Regions from separate parts of the Zea mays genome. Here all the other regions are linked to region 2. Evidence: chromatin contacts called from public Hi-C data. All regions are on one chromosome and are shown on one strand. The core of a region is the stretch at or near the end of the contact, and the rest is flanking DNA. Distances in the headings are between cores, read along the strand shown.

Region 1 (4,692 bases), core at 305-2,804, 290 kb before region 2:
TTCTTGCCACGAATCCTGCGCGCTTCAGCATCATAAGCTCTTGCAGCTTCCTCCGGACTATTGAAAGTACCAAGCCAAACACGAACGCCCTTCTGGGGATCTCTGATCTCAGCAGCCCACTTACCCCAAGGGCGCTGGCGGATACCCCTGTATTGATTCTTCCTCTTCCTTTTGGCCAACCTTGCTGCAGGGGCATCATAACCAGCAGTAGTCATGGTGCTTAAGCCATCTGCAAGCAGGAAAGAATCAAACCTTAGTAACATTGCCTCTGTCAATGATATATATGCATATTGAGTTATGAAGCAACATCACAACCAAAATTAACATTCTCCATGCGCATCTATTTCATATTTGCAGAAAGCACAGTTCAAAACACGATAAATATGAAAGCCCAAGATTCTACACAACCCTGGTGCCATCAAATAAATCATTATTATGCAATCATATCTAAAACTTCCACTATAGACGATACTGCACATTAGAACCCATTTGCAGACACGGGACCAGAAATCTGACCTTCCTAAACTTTGCAAACTGCAAGCATTTGGACAATTAATCAGGCCTAGTGACTCTTCATTACTTGCAACGAAATACAATCATACAAGGAACCATATAAACAGCAGATGCATGTGAATATATAATCATGTGCTCAAGCTCAACACCATAAATCGCGTAGGGTAGTTTAAAAGAGTCTAGAACAATCCCCACGAAAATTCATAGGCTACAGACATATCAAGTGATACCACAAGTTCAGAACTATTTAAATAATATGCATCTAATGTAACTAATCATGCACAAACGGTGGAACGCCCAGATCCAACACTCGAAGAACCGAGTTGTGTTCCCACGACTCCCAGGTGGGCAACCAAAACAGACTATTTTGCCCATTACAGAATTGTAACTCGAATGAAAAAGAAAGCGACAGACTTCATCCCAATCGGATACCATAAAATCATCTAATAAGTTGCAGAATCCCCTACAAGCCAAAACTTAATCTAAATAGTAAACACAAATCCCCTCGCTTTTTTCTTTCTTCGTCCCCGGTCCATTCCAACCACCGAGTCGCACCTCAAACGCGCACCGTACCAGCCCCCTTAAAATTCCTCAACTAACTCGTAGATTCTAGTCGTCCGCATCAATCAAACGCAAAAAATACATATACAGCCATAGAAAATAAGCCGCCTCGAGCTTGAGCCAATACCTCTGGAGAAAGTACTCTTGGCGGCGAAGGGCTTGATCTCGATGACGTCGTCGTCAGCCCCTTCCCCGAGCTCCAAATCCGAATCACCGGAGTCGGCTTCAAAGTCCTCGAAGTCGGCCTCGAAGTCCTCATCGTCTTCCGCCGCGAACGAGCGCCTCCCGCCGGCGCCGCCCCTCTTGGGCTTCTTCTTCTGCTGCCAGATGTCCCGCTCCGTGAGCCGGCGCGGCGCCGGCTCGCGGAGCTCGGCAAGGATCGCGCCGCCGCACATGGCTCAGTCGTCGTCGGGAGCTCCGGCGCCTGTAAACAAATCGGTGGCTTGCGACTTGCGAGAGCGAAATGGTGGACGAAACTTTGGAGAGCGCGGACGGGGCGTGGGCCCTATATATTGGCTGGCCGCCACTGGCACAGTCTGCAGGCGGCCAGGCGCGTGGGGGTGGGGGGGGGGAGAGGGAGAGGGAGGGAGGTGCGATGGGGTCCACACGTCAGTCGACGGAGGCGAAACGGAAAGCTACAGCAATAATGGTACAAAGTAGGCAGAAGATAGCTAGGACTAGTATATTTGCGAAATTGCTCCTTCGTGGATGTAGAGGTCTGCAGAGGTACATCTCAAAATCTACTCTCAATCTAGATGATTAGACATTAATACTTTGATATCCAATGCTCCGATGTCAACTTTAGAGTATTGAGATTTTATAAAAAAACAACCTCTAAAATATTTATTAACATAATGTAGCATAACTATACCCCATGCGACGAAAAATAGGTGTTCCATATATTGTGTTGATGCGAATATAACTAATAAATATGTGCCAAAGTTGTGCCTTCATATCAAGGGCTACATCATCATTCTCTCTAATTAGTCACATGACTAGCAAACATACGCCTCATGTTTTGCAAACAAAACCAGCAACAGACATTTAATTGTGGAAACGGACGTCGAGTGTTGTCGATAAAACTACGTCACTTTCACATGTCTAAGGTAAGGTCATAAAATAAATGGTTGTCTTGGCATAATTTGCGGGCACATAAGTGCCCAAACACATGGGGCCCAAATCATTCGGTAGAGCGTCAAGCGGAAGCCACTGGGTTAGAAACGGAAAAGCTATAGTAACAACGGTGCGATAGCCGGAAGATAGAAAGGACTAGGACATTTTAATATTGCCCCTCACTAGATTGGAGTTTTACAAAGGCACACCTTAAATCTACTCACAGTTTAGGTGATTAGCCATTAATGCTTTGACATCCATATCTTCAATGTCAAATTTGAAGCATTGGAATGTTTAGAAAACGACATCCACCATATTTATTAATATATATTATAGCATAATTATAACCCCATACAATGAAAAATAGGTGTTCCATATGATGCACCTATGCAAATAGAACTATTAAATATGTGCCAAAATTGTGTCTTCTGTGAAGGGGTACATCACCATTTTCTCTAATTAATATTTATCACATGACTAGCAAACGTGATTTCGATGGTACCTCATTTTTTGTGAACAAAGCCAATAGAAAACATTTAATCGAGAAAATGGACGTCGGTCATTGCCATAAAAAACTATGCCAATTTCGCATGCCTAAGGCATCATGAAACAAACGGTTGCCTTGGCATAATCTTCGAGCACATAAGTGCCAAAACACATAGTGGAGCCCAACATCATTTGGTAGAAGCATCAAGTGGAAGTCATGAGGATAGAAACGAGAGAGCTATAGTAACAATGGTGTGATAACTGGAAGATAAAAAGGACTATGACATTTTCATATCGCCATTGACTAGATTATAGTTTTACAAAGGTGCGCCATAAATTTACTCTTAGTCTAGGTGATTATCCATTAATATTTTAGTATTCAATGCTCCAATTTCAACTTTGGATATCAAAATTTTAGGGAAAACAGCCTTCAAAAAAATTATAAATATAGTACAACATAATTATAACCCATATGGTGAAAAATAGATGTTCCATATATTGCGCCAATGCAAATAGAACTACTAAACATGTGTTAAAGTTGTGTCTTCATGACAAGGGGTACATCACCATTCTCTCTAATTTCTTTGGTCACGTGACTAGCAGACGTAATTTTAGACGCCTCATGTTCTGTAAACAAAACTAGCAGCAAAACAGTTAATTATGGAAATAGACGTTGAGCATTTTCGATAAAACCATGTCACTTTAACATGACTAAGGTACGATCATAAAATAAATGGTTGCCTTGGCACAACTTGTGGGCACATAAGTGCTATAACACATGGTGGGCCCACATCGTTCACCAGAAGCATCAAGTGGAAGCCATAAGGTTACATATGGAAAAGAATAGAGCATTTTAATATTGCCCCTCATTAGATTGGAGTTTTATAAATGCACATCTTAAATCTACTATCAGTCTAGTTGATTGCCCATTAATGCTTTGGCATCCAAAGTTTCAATGTCAATTTTGGAACATTGAAATTTAGGAAGACAACCTCCATAATATTTATTAATATATATATATAGATAGATATAGTATTTAGAGCCCTAGGCTCTATTTAACTACAGGAAGCCCTGACCAAGTGCGCAGACCGCACCAGACCCTTTTTGGCTTATTGTACCTAACTGTGCTTACGCTAAATTATAATACGAGTTATGCTGATGTGTGTATCAGTTTATGCAAATATAGTCTGCGCATATTACGTGCATCAGGCCCACGATCCGGCCCACGCGTTCAATTATTCAGTCCCACACTGACACTATAAAAACACCCCACGCCGCCAGGGATTAGGTTTTAGCGGCGGCGGCGGTTCCCTCGGGCGTGCGAGCGGCGGTGATCCTGGGGCCAACAGCGGTGTCGCCTCGAGGCAGGCGACCGACGGTGGCGCTCCACCATGATCGAGCGACGGTGGCGCTCCACAGGGAGCTCGCCCGCCTCACCGCCAGGTCCGTCGCGCGCCTGCCTGCTGGGGCTGGGATCGACGGGAGCGGAACCACCGAGGAGGCCGAGATGGCCGCCGCGCTCATGGACGTCGCGACCGCCAGCGCCGCTGAAAGGGAATTAGGCTTTCACCTAGTTCCTAAATAATTTTGGTGGTTGAATTGCCCAACACAAATATTGGACTAACTAGTTTGCTCTAGTGTATAAGTTATACAGATGCAAAATGTTCACACTTAGCCAATAAAAAGACCAAGAGTTGGGTTCAACACAGGAGCAAAGGAGCAACAGAAGGCTTCTCTGGTCTGGCGCACCGGACTGTCCGGTGTGCCACCGGACATGTCCGGTGCACCAGGGGACTCCAACTTCGAACTACTCGGCTTCGGGATTTTCCAGAGACCACTCCGCTATAATTCACCGGACTGTCCGGTGTGCACCGGACATGTCCGGTGCTCCAAGGAAGGGCGGCCTCAGGAACTCGCCAGCCTCGGGTTTTCACTTCTGCCGCTCCGCTATAATTCACCGGACTGTCCGGTGTACACCGGACTGTTTGGTGCATCTGCGGAGCAACGGCTACTTCAGGC
Region 2 (4,202 bases), core at 958-3,457:
TGCCAAGTCATGGAGTTAAACGTACAGTTGATTCAATAAAACAATGTTTCCCATCTATGTCAATCATGTAAGTCTATGACATTTTTCTAGGGACATGGCAATCACTACATGAATGGCCATTGTTTTTTAAGGCTTCTAATAAATCACATCAATAAGCATTATTCTCATAAGAAATGCAGCTCGCATGATAGCATATCATTTCCTTACAAATAATTATTGGAAACTATAGTATACATTTAGCATGAGCACATAAATGCATCACAGTGCTGTAGTAGAAATGAAGGACTAAGTATTGATATACTAAACAGAGAAAGCTTAAACTGAAAATACAGGGTGGCATACCCGACCCTCATCCCTTCCTCGATGTCAGTTGGAGACACTTTATCCCCCAGTCCAACAACAAACTGCAGGATTCATTACAAGGCATAAAAAGCTGCACAAATTCTAGGTGGCATGAGATGAGAAAAATGACACGAGCATGGCATACTTTTGCGATTTGTTTTACATTTATAACATATTTGGCATCATCCGTATTAGGGCTTATGATCTTTGTACACCTTGCCACCTGCAGAAAGAGAAAGAGAAGTTATTAATGCACTAGCACATGTAAAATTGAAACCAAAAAGATTTCTACCAACTATCATGCATGGTAGGTCATAACTCAAAGCTGTAAAAGTAAAATCTACGAAGTAACACAATATCAGGGTCATTTAATATACTTGTAACGGTTGTTCTTCTTGCATCATCTGTTTATCTGAAACCAAATCCCACTGGCTAGGTGGAGCCAACCCTGTATCAGACTCCTTTATACCTGCATTTAGTATAAGAACACATCTCAGGTATGCTGATTCAAAAGGACCTTCCTAGCATTAAAACAAACTGATAAATTGCAGAACAACATAGAACAAAATAGAAAAGACCAGACATATGAAGTGATCTCATAGCCAATTCATCTTACTACACTACTCCCTCCATTCCAAATTATAAGACGTTTTGGCTTCTCTAGATACATTGTTTTTATGTATCTAGACATAATGTTCATCCAAGTGCATAACAAAACATATGTATCTTGAAAAGCCAAAATGTTTTATAATTTGGAACGAAGGGAGTATTAAGTTAATAACATGTCAATTATCTACAGTGCATGGTAAATATAACAGCAGTTCCGTGCTAAAACCACAGAGTCATCGACTAAAGATACAAATTGCATCAATTTTTACCCTCGTTGAGAAAAAATATAGTAAACTATAATGTTTCAAGTTAACACACTAAAATAATACATAGCTACACCTTAACCATTTGAATAACTATATGTGAGATCCTCAAGTAAGGGCTAGTTTGGCAACCCTATTTTTCCAAGAGATTTTCATTTTCACAAGGGAAATTAGTTCATTTTCCCTTGGGGAAATAAAAATCCCTTGGGAAATGGAGTTCCCAAACTAGTAAATGAAACTTCCTATTAGCTGCAAGTAAACAGCCAGCTGAAACAAGTGCTTCCAGGTGAATTTAATTCTCAGTGTAATAACTCAACAGTCTAAGCTAGAAGATGAATAAAATGCCACGAAGTGATGAAACCTATCCTTAGGACCGACTCAGAAACAAACTGCCCTACATCTCCATCGCCACACCAAAAAGATCATAATAGAATTATCACTCACCACAAAGGTCATTGATTTTCTTGGCCATTTCCTTGATCTCCTTCTCGACCTTCTTAATGCTAGTCGAGTACGGCCCAAGCCCCTGCAGCAGCATCCAGCGAACTAAAATTAGCAAAAACCAGCAGCTTCTTCCCCTCAAATCACACACGGTGACCTAAATCTGGTAAAAGCACGATGCCGTCACAAACGACAGACGAAATCAAAACCCTAAACCGATCTCAAGCCTGAGCCACGAGGGAACACAACTCCTAAGCCCTACCCCAATACAAAATCACCAAAGAACCCTAGATCCACGAGATCAGAGAGATCCAAACGAGGGTCGAGGCACGCACATAGGTTTTGAGGAGCGCGATGTCGTCCTCGTCGAGCGGGCGGGGATTCTTCTCGTTCATAATATCATCCTCCGGCTCCGGCGCCATGGCTGTCCTCCTGAGCGAGCGGCGCTTCCCCGGCGGCGAGGGTCCGTGGGGGCGAGGGGATTGGAGGTGCTTCCCGTCCGGAGTAGTTCGACGGCGTTTTATCGGTGTTCTTTCTTTACACTTGACCAAGGGACCTTTGTACACCGTGTGACTGATCGATCGGACGCAGCTAGATATTGCTTTGCCTATCGTACACCGTGGGATTGGATAAGTAACATTGAAAGATATTAAGCTTGGAAATGTACATTTTTTTTTTGCTATATAACATCAAATTATCACAGTATTTCTATATGTCATGACTGCAAAAACATACAATACAAGAGAGACCTAAGATTAGATTAATATATGATGGTCGACATATTAACATATCATTAAAAATTCTATAATGACTCTTTAGAAACAATTTATACGATATTGTTAATGTTTGTTTGACATCAATTTAATCTATTTGGGTCGGCATATTTATAATAATATTATATATTTATATCGTCAATATAATATTAACTGTAACACGAGTTTTTCATATCATAGTGATATTTGTCGTTCCGTATATATATTTCATACTATTTTTTTACTCTCGTGGCTCGGTGACTGAACGAGCTCGGCTCGGCTCGGCTCGACCTTGGCTCGCGAGCCGGCTCGGCTCGGCTCGCGAGCCATATTCTGGTACTTATCGTTGCATTATTTGGTGAATTAACATTATATATTCATCATCAAAGACTAAAAAATGAGCTATTATCCATAAAATTATCTAATATGCATTATTATTCCATAAATTCATCATTTTTTCAAGGCTCGCGAGCTGGCTCAGCTCGGCTCGCTACAAAAACGAGCTTGAAGAAGAGGCTCGGCTCGTTCGAGGCTCGCGAGCCGCTCCGAGCCGAGCCGAGCCGCTCCGAGCTCGAGCCGGCTCGCGAGCCTCGAGCTAATTTTCCAGCCCTAACGAGCACATACTTAGTATACATATAGGTCCATTTATAAGCCAACCAACCAATAGAATACTAAATTATACATGAGTTATTATAAATAGTGTAAAAAATTATTATGGCATATCCTTAACAAAATCCTAGGCCCGCTACTGCGTACAAATCACCTATAAACAATATAATTTAACATATAAATCTCTTATTTTACGTGATCAGCTCCCACACAGGCCAGCTGCTATGTGCTAGCCCAACGCCCCAGCCATCCGTTGACGTTGCGTACCACATGGCACTGCTTTGGCCTCCGCATGGGGCGTTGCGATTATCGCAGCCAGAGATGGCACGCGAAGTTCCAAATCCCCGGAAGTACGTCCCCAATTCGTTCGTTAATTTGTTCTTCACGCAAGGTGAGTGTTGACAAATCGAGCCACGCATCTCGCTCACTGCATCTGCATGCAAACGTCGTCATTGACCCCACCGGGCTACGTTACGTTCGCCCGAGACGAGACCTCGCATGCCGCGCCTACCTCTCCATTCCCACGCACGGACTCCGCGCCTCACCCTCGCCAACCTCTAGGCAATAAAGGCGTCGCCATTTCCGTGCTGGCTAAGCTTCCCAGTTCTCACCACCGGCAAAAAGAACCGACTCTGCTTCCCCTTCAGCTGCCTTCCATGTCAGTATAGCAGCCTACCGTCATATCAGGCGACGACGACTGTGTGTGCGCTTTTTTATCTGCCTCATTGCCTGCAATTCGATATGCCACCGCCGCCGCCGAAGAAGAAGAATTTGCTCAAGTCGTTCATGGGCAACGGCAAAGACGCGCTCCAGCAGGTCGGCACGAAGCAGAGGCACGGCGGCGGTGGAGGCGGCCTCCCCAGGCTGTCAGCCTCCAGCAAGGCGCTGGTCCTCCTGCCGCTCCTGCTCCTGGCCTTCATCTTCCTCTTCGTGTATCCCAAGGAGTTCGAGCTGCAGGCGATGCTGAGCGCGTGCGGCCCGGCAGCCGCGGAGCCGGCGGCGGTCCGGAAGCCCGAGTTCCGGCTGCTCATCGGCGTGCTGACCCGCGCGGACCTGTACGAGCGGCGGCACCTGCTGCGCATGGTGTACGGGCTGCAGCTCGCGTCGCCGGGTGGGCTCGCGGCGCACGTGGACGTCCGCTTCGTCTTCTGCCGGCTGTACAAGGACGACCAGCGCGTGCTGGTGC
Region 3 (4,703 bases), core at 1,800-4,299, 350 kb after region 2:
CTGGCGTTTTTGCGCCGCCCCTTGGCGATCCTTGTCCATCACTGCCCACACAACAGCACCGATATTCCGCTTGTAAGGAAAAACTCTCCATTTGCGAACCATGCAAGATGTAAAAACGTCCCCGCTGGCCGCGCGGGGGATAGGAACATTCCTAGGCCAGCAACCCCCGGTAACCTTCAGCATCCGAGCCGAAGACTCCCGGAGCTCGGGCGAAGACATCCTTTCCCCCGGGGCCGCGCATGTCCTCATCAACTCTCTAGCAAACCCATCGGAAACCCCAAGTCCTCCCATGGCAGTACCTAGTCTCCTCTTCTTAGAGGATGGGGCGGCCGCCGGCGCAGGGTCGTCTTTAGTCTCCACCACTGGTTTCTTCCCCCGGCGGTCCGCGTCGTCTTGACCAGGATAGCCGTCATATGGCAGTTGGTTCAATTCGAAGACCCTATTCAAACGGTCATTCGACCCGCGGATCTCCCAGCTGCGCTGGCCCTCGGTCCTCGGCACATAACGCCCAACAAGCCGCACCGCCTCATCCTCAGCTTCACGCACGAAGGCGGCCGGATCACGGTTTCGCAGATTAAGCGCGAAGGCGGGACTCCGCACCATCTCTCCACCACGGAAAGGCATCTGGCGAGGGCATACTTCGCCCAACGCCCAACCATGCGCCAAGGGCCATACCCCGTACGCCACAAACTCTTCAACCAAGTCGCGCCCACTGCTCTGGCCGGCGGCACTCCGAAGGGCCCCTTCGTCCACATCATCCTCCGCCACTTCAAAGGGCGGGTACGCCGAGTAAAAATGAGAGCACATCTCGGACACGGGAAGTCCCTCGTGGCCTTCGACGGTACCCTCAGCAACGTAAAACCAAAATTCGTTCCAGTTGCCCCACTTGTTGCGGGCGCAAGGGACCAACTCGACTACTGGCATCGTGGTCTTGCCGGTCTTCGGCGTGAATGTGCAGGACCCAAACTGAGCAACTTCGTCCCCGATCATCCTCTTCTGCCAGTGTAAACAATAATGCTTCGCAAAAACTTCGACCGATGGCTGTCCGCCGTACGAAGTCGTCGCCCATACATACTTCGACAGGGCCACCACAACATTCGGCGTCAGCTGATGTATTTGCACGTTGAACCTGCGCAGGACTTCGCCAACAAACCGATGCGCAGGCAAGCGGAGACCGGCGGCGAAAAAACGCCTCGAAAACAACCAACTCGCCCTCCGGCTCGGGGACTTTCTCCGTCCCCGGGGCACGGGCAACTCCACCGCCGAAGTAGCCCAAACGCTGCATATCCTCCACGCGGGCCGATGACATTCGCGACACGCCGAAATCAACGGAATCGCCGGCGCGCAACTCCTCCGGCATCAAACTGCTCAGCGTCTCCTCCGACGAGGCGGCGGCCGGCGGCGAGGAACCGGCCGGCGGCGTAGCGGCAGCGGAAGAAGAGGAAGACGGCATCGCTACGTACCGTCGGCGGCGGCGGACAGTCTGCTTCACTCGCGCCAGATCTCCGGCGAACAAGAGCACGGCGGGCAGACGAGCAGCAAGACGACGGGCGGCTAGGGTTTCGCGGAGCGCACAAAAGTAAAGTTCAAAAAGCGCCGGCCCCCGCCCCCTTTTATAGGCAGGGCGCGGCTCTTCGGGAAACCCGCAATCCAACAGAGCGCGGCGCTTCGGGAAACCCGCAATCCAACAGTACGCGGTCAATCAACGGTCACATCAAAAACCCCCGCGGAACCACTTCGAGCGAGGGAAACGTCTCCGCCATCTAGCGACGTCTTCGGCACCAGGTGACTTTGTCGAACTGGTCCCTCGGAGGGCAGATGTTGGAGCGAAGGCAGAAACGCCACCCTTCGCTCGAAGTCTCCGCTGCTTAGCCGCTGCTCTGACAGACAGAGCAGGCAGGGACACCCTTCGCTTGATCGGCACCAGACGAAGACCGGCGACGAAGGCATCCCACAGTGCGGCCTCGTCCAGCTCAGAGGCCCACGTGCGATCCGGCCCATTGTAACGGGCCCTGCGTGGCCGCCGCGTGTTACGGGCCTAATTTGTAAAGGCATCCCTGTAATTACAGTCTGTAACCCTGCTTTATGGGAATATTCTGGGGATAACCTAGGTAGCTGAGGGCACATGCGTCCTTAACACAGGGCGCTGGGCGTTCAGGTACCTATAAATACCCCCGCACAGTGCCCGTGAGAGGCCGGAGAAAACAGAGCTGTTTGCCATCTCACGCGTAACCCTACTGTCCACACTGTTCACCCCCGTTGGCTTTCTTGCGACCGATAGCAATTTCCAACAATAGGATGATGCCTTTTTTCAAAGATTGCATTGGTGCAATAGATGACACTCACGTTGCAGCAGTACCACCCTCACGTGACCAAATTAGGTACATTGGTAGAAATGGAAGGGCAACCTAAAATGTGTTTGCTGTTGTTGATTTTGACCAACGGTCTACATATTCTATTGGAAATAAGGTAAAACTTCCACTAAATAAACAAAATTGAGTGGAGGCCACTGCTCCTAACGTCGGTCCGCCCCTGGTATACGGTATATCGTATACTGTATACGGATGGAGCCCGAGCGCATGCCCACGGAGGTGCGTCCGCCACTGGGATAAAAATAGGATGAGAAAATCCTAAAAAAATTATTAATATCAACGTAAGATGAGTTGGCATGAGAAAAAGTTTCTATAAAAGCAGTGCAACTTTTTTTAAAGATCATAATCATCTGAAGACTTTACGTCATCTGAGTTTAACAAGAAAGTAAACTGGTTTTCAAATACCTTTAATTATTCGAATGCTATTCTATATATAAATCGAGTACGCGTCTAGACGCAGAGACAGTCCTGGTTCTACTCTCGATTTTGGACATAGCCGTTTCCGTTTTCTTCACTAGTGTATTAGCGTTCTAAATTCCTTTTTTGTTTTTAGATAAAAATTATAAATAAAAAAATGGTTAGAGTCTTTTTTTTTCGACCGTTCGCGATCGTTTTCATCGCTAACTAGTAGCCGCACCCCAGTCTATGAAACGACGCCTGGGCATCATCGCCGTACGTGACTGTTCTGTTTCCGTAGCGTGTGCCGCCGCAACACCCAGGCAAGCCCGAGACCAAAAATAACAGAAAGGAGAGCCGCGTGTCCTCCCAGCCACTGCCACCCTTCCCCACCTATCGATCTCGAGTTCTCTCGACCCCACCCGACCCGGAGCCGCACCGCCTCGACCCAGACCGGCGCCGACGAGCCCCAGCGCCCAATGGCGGCGGCTTTCCTCGCCCTGGAGGCCCGCGTGACATGATCCCTGTCCCCCGAGGATGGGAATATCCCCCCTCCACCCTCCCTTCTCGACTCTTCCTCGGGTCTCTCCTTCTCCACCGCCTCGCGCTCCGCAATTGGCTGCTCGTGCTCGCGTGGCCCCGGATCGCCGCCAGGTGCTCCTCTCTCTCTCTCTCTCTCTCTCTCTCTCTCGTGGATTCTCCGAATTGTTTGCTGCTCATCAGTAGTTTTATTTTGTTCTGCTCGCACGTCTCTCCGTTCGTTTTGGCCCTTCCCCTTACTCCGGGGGGATTCAGGAGTGGTTGCTATTTGGTGCGGGGTGGCAGTTTGAGGTTTTGCGGGAGAGGGTGGGTCGAGAATGAGATTCGTGGGAGTCGTGGCATGCGGTTCTGCAGCTCCGCTCGGGGTGCTCCAGCGAGATCGCTCGAGCTCATTCCATGTTTTTTTTTGGAGTCTGATCGCTGGCCTCTGATTTCAGCACGCGCTCGCGTTGCTTGGCTATTGTAACGGAAAGTTGTTCGGCATGCGTCAACTTCGTTTCTTACGTATCTGGATTGATAGGAGTTTATAGGTCATGCAGCTGTATACGTTGTCGAACGACGTAGAGAGACTGGAACCTCGTTCCATTATCTAAGAAAAAGGAATTTAGGTCATTGTTAGAGATCAGTGAAGGCTCAACTTGTGTGGGATCAAAGTTGGGGGCTTTCTTTCCCTCCTCGACAGCAGACAGTCGCATGACAGGAATTCACGTGGGACCAAACAAAATCACAAAATAACCAGACAATACCGTAAAACAAATGTAATAATACATATAGAAACGAGTGATCGTATAATAAAAGTTAGAATTTGAATGAAGAAAAATAAAAAAATATATAAACAAGAAGAAGCAAAGCAAATATACCACGAGGCTATCAATCTTGTTTTAGTTGACTGAGGCAATTGTATCCTTCTAGTTTTTAGCTTCATATTTGTCACCCTTTCCTAGTTGCTTAAAAAGAAAGCAATAAAAGCAATAAGATGTATCCTTTGACTCGTCATACTCCAACCAATCGTAATTCTCACATGTTCTTAAAAATGTATGCGGGGCAAATCTAAGTTCTTGGTTGTCACAACTCACAAACCTTTAAAAAAGTACGCCCTTCTCGCCTTCATCTTGAACATTTTTACCATACTCATCAATTTGTCGTTTTAATGCTGGATCTACAACTATTTCATCCGGATTAGATACCCTTCCAATATTTGATTGTTCTGAAATTCCTATTTACGCAATAAGCATATCTTTCGCATTGTTATTGTCCTAATCACCGGTGGCACAACCCCTTGAAAGTGGTTGTAAAAATCTCCTTATTTATCTAAACAGATAGGAATAATAATCATCAAATGCTATTCTAATTTAGTTATAAACAGGTCCGGGAACAAGAACAAATGTTGCAAGA

What was found. A called contact is a pair of places that touch in the nucleus more often than the background predicts.
Region 1: a Hi-C map of leaf shows a contact between it and region 2, with 4 times the contacts expected there. The contact joins the promoter of LOC100282307 here to the promoter of LOC100272769 in region 2. A contact is called at or near these places in 3 of 25 Hi-C or Micro-C datasets (ear and leaf).
Region 3: a contact with region 2 is called in a Hi-C map of an unstated tissue, with 7 times the contacts expected there. The contact joins the promoter of LOC103654189 here to the promoter of LOC100272769 in region 2. A contact is called at or near these places in 2 of 25 Hi-C or Micro-C datasets (ear and an unstated tissue).

The regions. Positions count from the first base shown.
Region 1 is chr4:181,087,066-181,091,757 of Zm-B73-REFERENCE-NAM-5.0, reverse strand. It overlaps LOC100282307, which reads right to left and starts at 1,554. Exons shown (of 3, transcript NM_001155219.2): 1 at 1,202-1,554; 2 at 1-229. The coding sequence starts at 1,469.
Region 2 is chr4:180,798,406-180,802,607 of Zm-B73-REFERENCE-NAM-5.0, reverse strand. It overlaps LOC100272769, which reads right to left and starts at 2,207. Exons shown (of 10, transcript NM_001147222.1): 1 at 1,991-2,207; 2 at 1,659-1,740; 3 at 720-811; 4 at 488-565; 5 at 343-404. The coding sequence starts at 2,077. LOC100216785 (Galactosyltransferase family protein) reads left to right here and starts at 3,640. Exons shown (of 1, transcript NM_001143184.1): 1 at 3,640-4,202. The coding sequence starts at 3,758.
Region 3 is chr4:180,445,512-180,450,214 of Zm-B73-REFERENCE-NAM-5.0, reverse strand. LOC103654189 reads left to right here and starts at 3,049. Exons shown (of 10, transcript XM_035967448.1): 1 at 3,049-3,422; 2 at 4,675-4,703.